Regions from separate parts of the Mus musculus genome. Here region 2 is linked to region 1. Evidence: chromatin contacts called from public Hi-C data. All regions are on one chromosome and are shown on one strand. Each heading gives the region's core, a stretch centred on a gene start, on an enhancer-like site or on the middle of the called end of the contact. The rest is flanking DNA. Distances are from core to core; before and after follow the strand shown. Region 1 has its middle 40 kb from the start of Gm32531. Region 2 holds the start of 1600027J07Rik (RIKEN cDNA 1600027J07 gene).

The links. Hi-C and Micro-C count contacts between places; a contact is called where the count stands out from the background.
Region 2: a Hi-C map of nephron progenitors shows a contact between it and region 1, with 3 times the contacts expected there. The contact joins the promoter of 1600027J07Rik here to the enhancer-like site in region 1. A contact is called at or near these places in 6 of 484 Hi-C or Micro-C datasets (embryonic fibroblasts, nephron progenitors and uterus).

Annotation. Positions count from the first base shown.
Region 1 is chr8:103,228,809-103,232,853 of GRCm38.p6, reverse strand. No RefSeq gene overlaps it. Among named protein-coding and RNA genes, the nearest start is that of Gm32531, 40 kb to the left of the region's middle. Within about 2 kb of position 1,518, at least 35 of the 459 cell types and tissues checked have an H3K27ac peak or open chromatin away from gene starts, as enhancers often do. A contact at or near this core is called in nephron progenitors and uterus, where this site is marked.
Region 2 is chr8:103,345,254-103,348,999 of GRCm38.p6, reverse strand. 1600027J07Rik (RIKEN cDNA 1600027J07 gene) reads left to right here and starts at 1,466. Exons shown (of 3, transcript NR_036588.1): 1 at 1,466-1,501; 2 at 1,663-1,832.

The DNA of each region.
Region 1 (4,045 bases), core at 269-2,768:
CAATCTCCCGCCTACACACTACTACCCTTTTCCATTGCTAGGAAAACCTGGGTGTGGGGGGTCACATGTTCCACAAATCATGAGGAAAACAGCAATCTGCACCCACACATATATGAGAATGAATGCATGCACTTACCTGTGGGTATCAACAAATATTTGCAGATATTGGATACATATGTGTCAGGAATTGCAGGCATAGAGGAGACAGGAAGATATCCCTTGTGCAGAAGGAGATACAGCATAGTTTTATGGTAAAAAAAATATACTACACTCAAAGGTGCTCATCCTACATCATTGTCACAGCTTCTCTGTGTTCGCTGAAAGACATTCATCACTTACTCTCAGTGTATTCGTTTTTAAGGAGGATGAGCATAAAATTGAGGATCAAGGTAAAGACTGGAAGTAATGCAAGTAAAAGTTTCAGTGTAGCATGTATTCATTTAATGTCATTAAAAAATCATTATTACACCAACCTTTAAGCAGTATTCATAGAGTGATAACCGCAGAAGCTAACCTCTCTAGCAAGCAGTACGTTTCCATTCAAGAGTGTTGATGGATGAATGGAACTAGAATGTATTCCATACATGTAGGAAATTATTGACAAGTAAATCAGTAAAGACATAGGAAGAGTTGGATTAGGGAAAAAAAAAAGCTGTATTTTTGACAGTACCATCAAGGAGAGAGGGATGCGTTTGAAGTCATGGTCATGCTGTATTTTATTAAGAGAGAAAAAAAAAGTTGCCAGTAGCGCTCACATGTAACTTTGCCCCAAAATGGACAGAAGGATGTGTGGAACTGAACAAGAAAGCACCTGGTTGCTATTAACACAGTCTTCCATGTGACATTAACTGCTTTAACTGGAAAGCTCTAGGGGGAGAGAAGAAGAAAACGAAACAAAACGTTCTTTGGGGAAAAGGATTGAAAGAAATTTACAACTTCTTTAAATACCATGAGCGGATCATAAAATTGCAGTAGCTACTCAGTAGTATAAGCACACTGGTATAAAAAATCAGTCGTTCATGTATGCTCTTGGCCACACACTAGTCACTCCAAGTCAGCCAACAGTTGGACACTAGGCAGTTCTCAAAGCTCCTGTGCCAGGCATCCCACAGGACCCTCATATTCTCATGATATCCTATCCAGACTTCTAGTACATAGACAAAGAAAACCTAGATTTATTGAGGTCAAGTAACTTAGTCAAGGTACTGATGGTCTGAATTTATAACCTCTGAGTCCATTGCTTCAGAGCACACTGACAAAATTTCAAAGCCATGAATCAAGCAGTATGGATGTTGAAAAAAAGGTATCTGAGGTCCCAACATTTGTGAGTTCCATGTTAGGAGATGCCCATAAAGTCCCGTGTCTCTCTGATCAAGGGGCAAGCAGAAATGGCAGAGCCAATATGAGGCTGGGAAGTGAGGTTTCACGAAATGCCGAGTGGGGGACAGTTTCTTTCCCTTCCTTCCTTTCCTCCTCTCTGACTCAAGCTCCCCACCCTTTTCATGGTAGCTTGGTTTTACTTTCTTTGGCTTGAAAGCAACTTCTGGAAGACCTCAGCAGTCCGGAGACACGGAAGACAGTCAGCCAGAGGAAGACAAACAAAACTGACACCGAGCAAAAACTGCAAAGGCATTGAAAATGTGAGCTCTAATTTTCACTCCCCTGCATGAAGCCTGCCAGACGCAGGGCTCCGAAAGAGAAAAAGAGAAAATAAATCTGATTTGCTCTAAAAAACGGGCCAAAAATAACCTTGCTTTATCTTGCAGAAAAACACAGAAAATCTTTCCTTTCTTTCTGTGTGGTTGTCCTTTCTCCTTGGCTGGGACGGAGAGTAGGAGCCCCAGGCTCAGGCCTGGAAGAAGACAGTGGACCAAAACAGTCTATGGGACATGGAGATGCTGGGTTGTGAGCAAAGCTGCTGACTAAAAGCCCTGAGTTTGGCTAGGGACAGCATGCTTGAGGAAGAGGCAGCTGCTGGTCCCAGAGGATCTCATTTGCATATGCTAATCCAAAGTAATTTCTGATCAGTAATAGGCCCTCCCTGCATCCTCCAAAATATTTTCTGTGTTCTTGCTTCCCATCCTCACTGACCCTCAGAGTTTCTGACAGTTTTGCCAAGTTCTCTTCTCTGGACTCCTCTTCTAGGCTATTTTCATCTTCCTCAGGTTTTCTAAAATACAACTCCAATGTCCCTGTCTTCTGGGTGACACATCATCAAGTGCAGAAAACAGTCTCTATTAAATCCAGGGCAGCATTCGATTTGTCTCCCTCTGACCTCAGCCCCTCAGCCATCTTTCTCAATTTACCACATGTTTGTTTGTTTGTTTGTTTGTTTGTTTTTCCTTTCAGGGTTGGTCCATAAACCTACTTCGCTCCCTCCACTCTGCCTCCCCAGCCCCTTCTTTTATCTCCCCAATCTCCAGGACATTCTTTCTGCTCCAATGGTAGTTTTGCTCTGAGGGAAGAATTCTTTCTGCAAATGATATCTCAGTGACTTATAATTTCATTCCTGGAAAAAAAAAATACAGTTTTCCCGAAACCTACTGATAAGGAACCCAAGGTCAGAGAGGAGACAGCCCGTATTCAAAGTCACAGGCTCATCAGAGACAGAATAGATGCATGCACCCCATAAAACTGGGATGCAAACTCCTGTGATTGGCAGCTGCCTAGAACATGTGTATGAGGTTTCCTCAGTTCCTGAGCTCTCTAAGTGGCATGATGCTGCTTCTGGAATAGCAATGCTGGGAGAGAGTCCAGGTGTTGCTGCTGTTGGGGAGAGAGCTGATGATGTTGCCCTACACTGTTTTTGGCCTCTTAAATTTCTCCACAATACAGAATCTACTTTTAGCTCAGAAATCAAACACGGTGTTATTGTTCTTGCCAATTTCCTGTTTTAAAAACAAAACAAAACAAAACAAACAAACAAACAAACAAACATAATATCCTATTATTTTGCCAAGGGGGGATAAAAGTCCTGACCGAGTCAAAGTCAGTGTCCGTGAAGACACGGGAGCGTAGGAAAGAGGAGGCGGCTCCACAGTGAGTGTGTCCAGGGTGGGAAAGGGAGCTGGGATGTGTGATGAGAAGACTTTGGTGAGGAAGAGCCTGTCGAGGGGCTGTGGGTTCCTGACCTGAAGGAATCACCTCAAAGTGAGGGAGTCTCACTTACTCAGTAACAAGGCATGGCCAGGTCCCTCGTTTGTGTCATTTGCAACCCTGGATAATGTAGAAGCCAACCCTTCTGACATCTCCAGCCATGTGGATATATAGCCATATATATTGTATAATATATGTGGCATGAAAATGAAAATTCTGAAGACCTTCTTTGGACCAGCTAAGGCAAAATGCCTAATACTGAATTGAGTACTGTCTATATTCTTAATAAGATTTTTCATGGACTCTGATGCTGTTTTGTTTTGTTTTGGGGGGTTGTTTTGTTTATGAGAATTGATGCTAGAAATGGTGGGAAAGGCACAGACAGAGTGAGCATTTGACTGTGTATCCCTGCTCCCAACAGGAGTCTACAAAATATTACACACTGTCCCTTACACAATCCTCTCCCTTCCATTTGCTCTTCACACAGCCCTAGATCCATGGAGTTTGTACAACCACGGAGCTTTTCCATGTTTCAACCTTGACAGCAGTTCCCGTGTTCTCAGGGAGCTTCTCACATAAAGACAGCTCAGCCTTTCTTTGCAAATTGGACATGAAGTGCTTTGCGTGCACTGTATTTGCTCAGGAGAAGTTGCATCCTGCAAAAAGGCAGTGATGTCCCTTCTCAAAGAGGGGAGTGTCTTGCAGAAGGGGCAGATGCCACAGAAGCTGTGTGATGCAAGATACAAACCATGATACAGAAGCACATGGGGTACCACACTGTTACAGCAAAAGGAGCCAACCTTGCCCAGCTGACAGACTGAAGAGGAGAGGGAGAGAGCAGATAAGGGAGAGGGTGAAGAAGAGGAGGGTGAAGGGGAGACAACAGAATGAATGGAGTGAAGGAAGGAGTAGATAAAAAATGAATAAGGGTGGAGAAAAGAGGGGAAGG
Region 2 (3,746 bases), core at 217-2,716, 120 kb before region 1:
TGTGACACCTCTGGTGTCCATGACTACCTGCCCTTATATGTATATACCTTCTCTACTCCCACAAGCATACAATTAAAAAATATTAAACATAAGTATGAAAATATTTTATTTGTATTGCTGCAGAATAAGTGTTTCCAGATAGCTTATCTGACTCAGGGATCTGATATGAGAACTGGGGGTCACCTCAAGGAATTGGGGTAAGCCAGTAATAGTTGGGGACAGTTTTTGCAGTGAAGTAAAGACTAAGGGACTTTTGGGCAGGAAGAACAAATATTCTAGACAAATGCTAAAGCCTTGAATATTGCACTAAAATCATAGCTTTTATTCAAAATTCTCAATTTAAGGAGCTCTGGGGAGTGCAGGTAATAGTGGAGAGCAGTGATTTTCAGTAGAGCCACAAGTAAGACCCCTCTAGGCTAAAAGGGCAAGGATTGCAGCCAAATATTGAAGCCTGGGATAAAGGATTTGTCCAGCTTTTCCTACAGCCTTCTCAGCGTGGTTTGAAAAGTTGTAAACTCCATTGTGATGGCTTGGAATGGGATGGATTATTATTCCACAGTGAGAACAAGGAAAGCTCTAGAGGGATGATGGATGCAGCTTCGCAGAGCTCAGAGAAGCAGCCTGGGATAGAGCAGGGGCTTGGAGATGTGAAAGAAAAGCACGTCATAGGCAGACGAAAGCAGTCTTAAATCAGCAAGACCGAACTGTGTGTCCCAACTTGAGCTGCTACTATTGACCTTGGATGAATAACTATGTGTGATGAACAATTTTTTATTTTATAACAGGGATTACAATACTGGTCTGATGTGGCTACAAGGAAGATGCCTTGAAGATTCAGTGAGAAAAAAATATATAGGTTTTGATGTTTTTCTACTTATCTTCCTGGAAATAATCACTCTGACTGATAGAACCTAAAAACATAGCACAAGTATACTTAACTGTATTTAAGAGATCTCCTTTCAAAGACACCTAACTGATATCATTAACAACCTCCAGGCCTATCTAGGAAAATAAGTAAAAGATGCTAGGACGTGTCAAGGGTTAAATTGGTGTATGTATAACCATTAGAAATCCTTATATAGGGAATACCTGTTCAGTCATTATTCAGAGACCTAGGCCAGCATTGGGACACACCTAGATCCGATTGGGGTTGTAAAAGAAAAATACAGATAAACAGGTTAAATAGTAGCTTGTTAAACACACATACCCTTTTTTTGCAGGGAAGAGAGTGGGTGGCAGCTCCCAGGGGAAGAATGCGGGACCGTCTGCTGGCCAGTTCTTGGGTCAGAGTCCTGCTTTCCTGAGTATCTCACAGCTGCTGCCCCTGGGAGAAGCCATTTGTCAACTTTATACCTTTCTGCTTTATGGTCTGGTGACTTAATAGGATTCGACCTTCCCTGGATTCCATTTCAGTTGGGTCAGACACCACACTTCAAATTAAAACTCGGGCTCTGAGACAGGGCCTGAGAAGCTGCTGCTGCTGGTGCTGCTGGTGCTGCTGGTACTGCTGGTGTGTGTGTGTGTGTGTGTGTGTGTGTGTGTTTGTGTGTTCAGCGAGATCTGTGGCTTCAGATGACCTCCAAATTGGTGTTATCAATCCTTATACTCGTGCTACAACTCACCTGAGCCCTAAGTACCTCTCTCCCATCTTATCTTTCCTAGACACTGTTGTGAACCTCAAAGTGCAATGTGATTCTACCACCCACTTACCTACTGGAAGAAGCAATGGAATGGAGCTCACTGGGAGGGAATATTGGCAGTATATAAACTCCCTAAATGGACTTCAGAGAGAAAATGATCTTCAGCTAAGAGACCATTTGACAGAATACAAGGTAAGAGCACACATCTTGTTCTTTTCTGAAATCCCTTACCATCTTTTGGGGGTTTGCTTTTTATTCTTTGGGATGGGTTCTACTGTAACCAGATTGGCCTGGAACTTGCTATGTAGCCAAGGATGTCCTTGAATCCCTGATTTCCTTTCTTGGCCTCTCCATCTCCTATGTGATGGTGATACAGGTGTGCAACACCAATGCCTGGTCTTCTATGGTCATCTGAAAAGACAGAGAGTCAGCTGGGTGGTCCTGGAAGCTATAATCCAAACAGTGCTTACATCATAGTAACAAGCCCAGTGCTAGAGTGGGGTTACGGCTATCTCCACAGAGCAAGGCACATTTTCCAAGTGAGATGACAGGATTTTTAGCATTGACATGTTTTTCCACTTTTCTGTGGTTATCCTTGGAGGATCCAGCCTTATTTTTATTGTGCCGCTGAGAATTAAGGTGAGTCTCCGTGCCTGTTATAGAGACTGTGTAGACATGCCTTGCAGCTACCCTGGAGGTTAGCAAGGGCATGATAAGGAGGTTGCTGAGTTTTTACAGAGAAGATGGATCGGTATCAGATGGGTCACTGGCTGGTTCCATTCTGCAAAGTTCAGTCAGTCCGTGTCTTGCCGACATTTTCTCTCTTTTCTCTAGTAAGTTGGGATTGACGTTGTTTTCAAGGGATACTCTGAATTTACATATTAAAACATGGTAGGTTAGAGGAAAAAAACATTTCAATTCCTCTTCTTGTTTGTCAAGAAGAGGTATAATACACAGACATTTCTGTATGAAAAGCCTCCCTCTCTCTAAAGGCATGCTCCATTCTGTTCACAAGAACCATTGTGATGCCCTGGTCTTGTCTAGTTCATACAACAAATAGTGTGCATCTGGAAGAGGGGTGCAAGGGGTGGATGGGGTGGTTTCCACTCACACTAGTGCAGAATTATTTTGGGGCAAGAAGAAAGGTCACTCTCATACCATAAACACAAAGCACGTCAAACATTCATAACCGAGACACGCCTCAAATCCCCTCCCACCCCTGTTCCCTCATTACTGCAGAAGAAAAGAGATACAGCCACACAGGATAGCAAGAAACCCCAGCCATCACCACTAAGCTGTGGTCTTTCGGGAAGTGGCTTTGTTATGAAGTTCGATCGATGGGATTGATCCGAAGATGGGCTATTACTTTGCCAGTGGGCCTGTTTTTAGGATCAGATGAATCTGGCTGAGATCTGGGGGCTTTTCTGGTAACTTTAAAGCCAAATCCAGCCTCATCTAGTACCTTCCCAGAGCTTTGCTTCTTTCCCAGCCTGCGCCCATGAAAAATACAGTGTGGATATTGCAGTAGGTTTGATGTATAAGTGTATGCTCGCTGGCTCATATTTCAGTAAGAATGTCATGTTTTGGAATGGGAATTGGCTTTCGTCTAAAATCACACAGGTTATTTGTGGCAGAGCCAGGTTTTCTGGTTTCCTTATAATTATTCATACTCTCTTCAATCAGACATAAAGATGATGCTGGGGTATCTACTCAGCACTGGGTACTCTGTCATGTCCTGGAGAAACAAAGATGGAGGTACAGTGTTCTTTGCTAGATGCACAAGCAATAACCTGTAAGAACCTCATTTTAACCTAACTCCAGGATCAGGCATTCCACACTCCATGACAGAATGTCACTCCATGGTCACTGCTGCATCTCTGAGACTTGACACAGAGCCTGGTATCTGGTATATGATGGGTGACTATTTCTTGAATGGTAGCCCAGTAGACAAGTCAGTCAAGAAAAGTCCTTGTCTTGCCAGTCCTGAGTTTGATCCCTCAGCACCCACATGGAAAAAAAAATCTGGAAGTGGTGGCCTGCACTTGTAACCCCAGTGCAGGGGTGCCAGAGATAGATGGGTCCCTAGAGCTAGTTCACTAGTCAGCC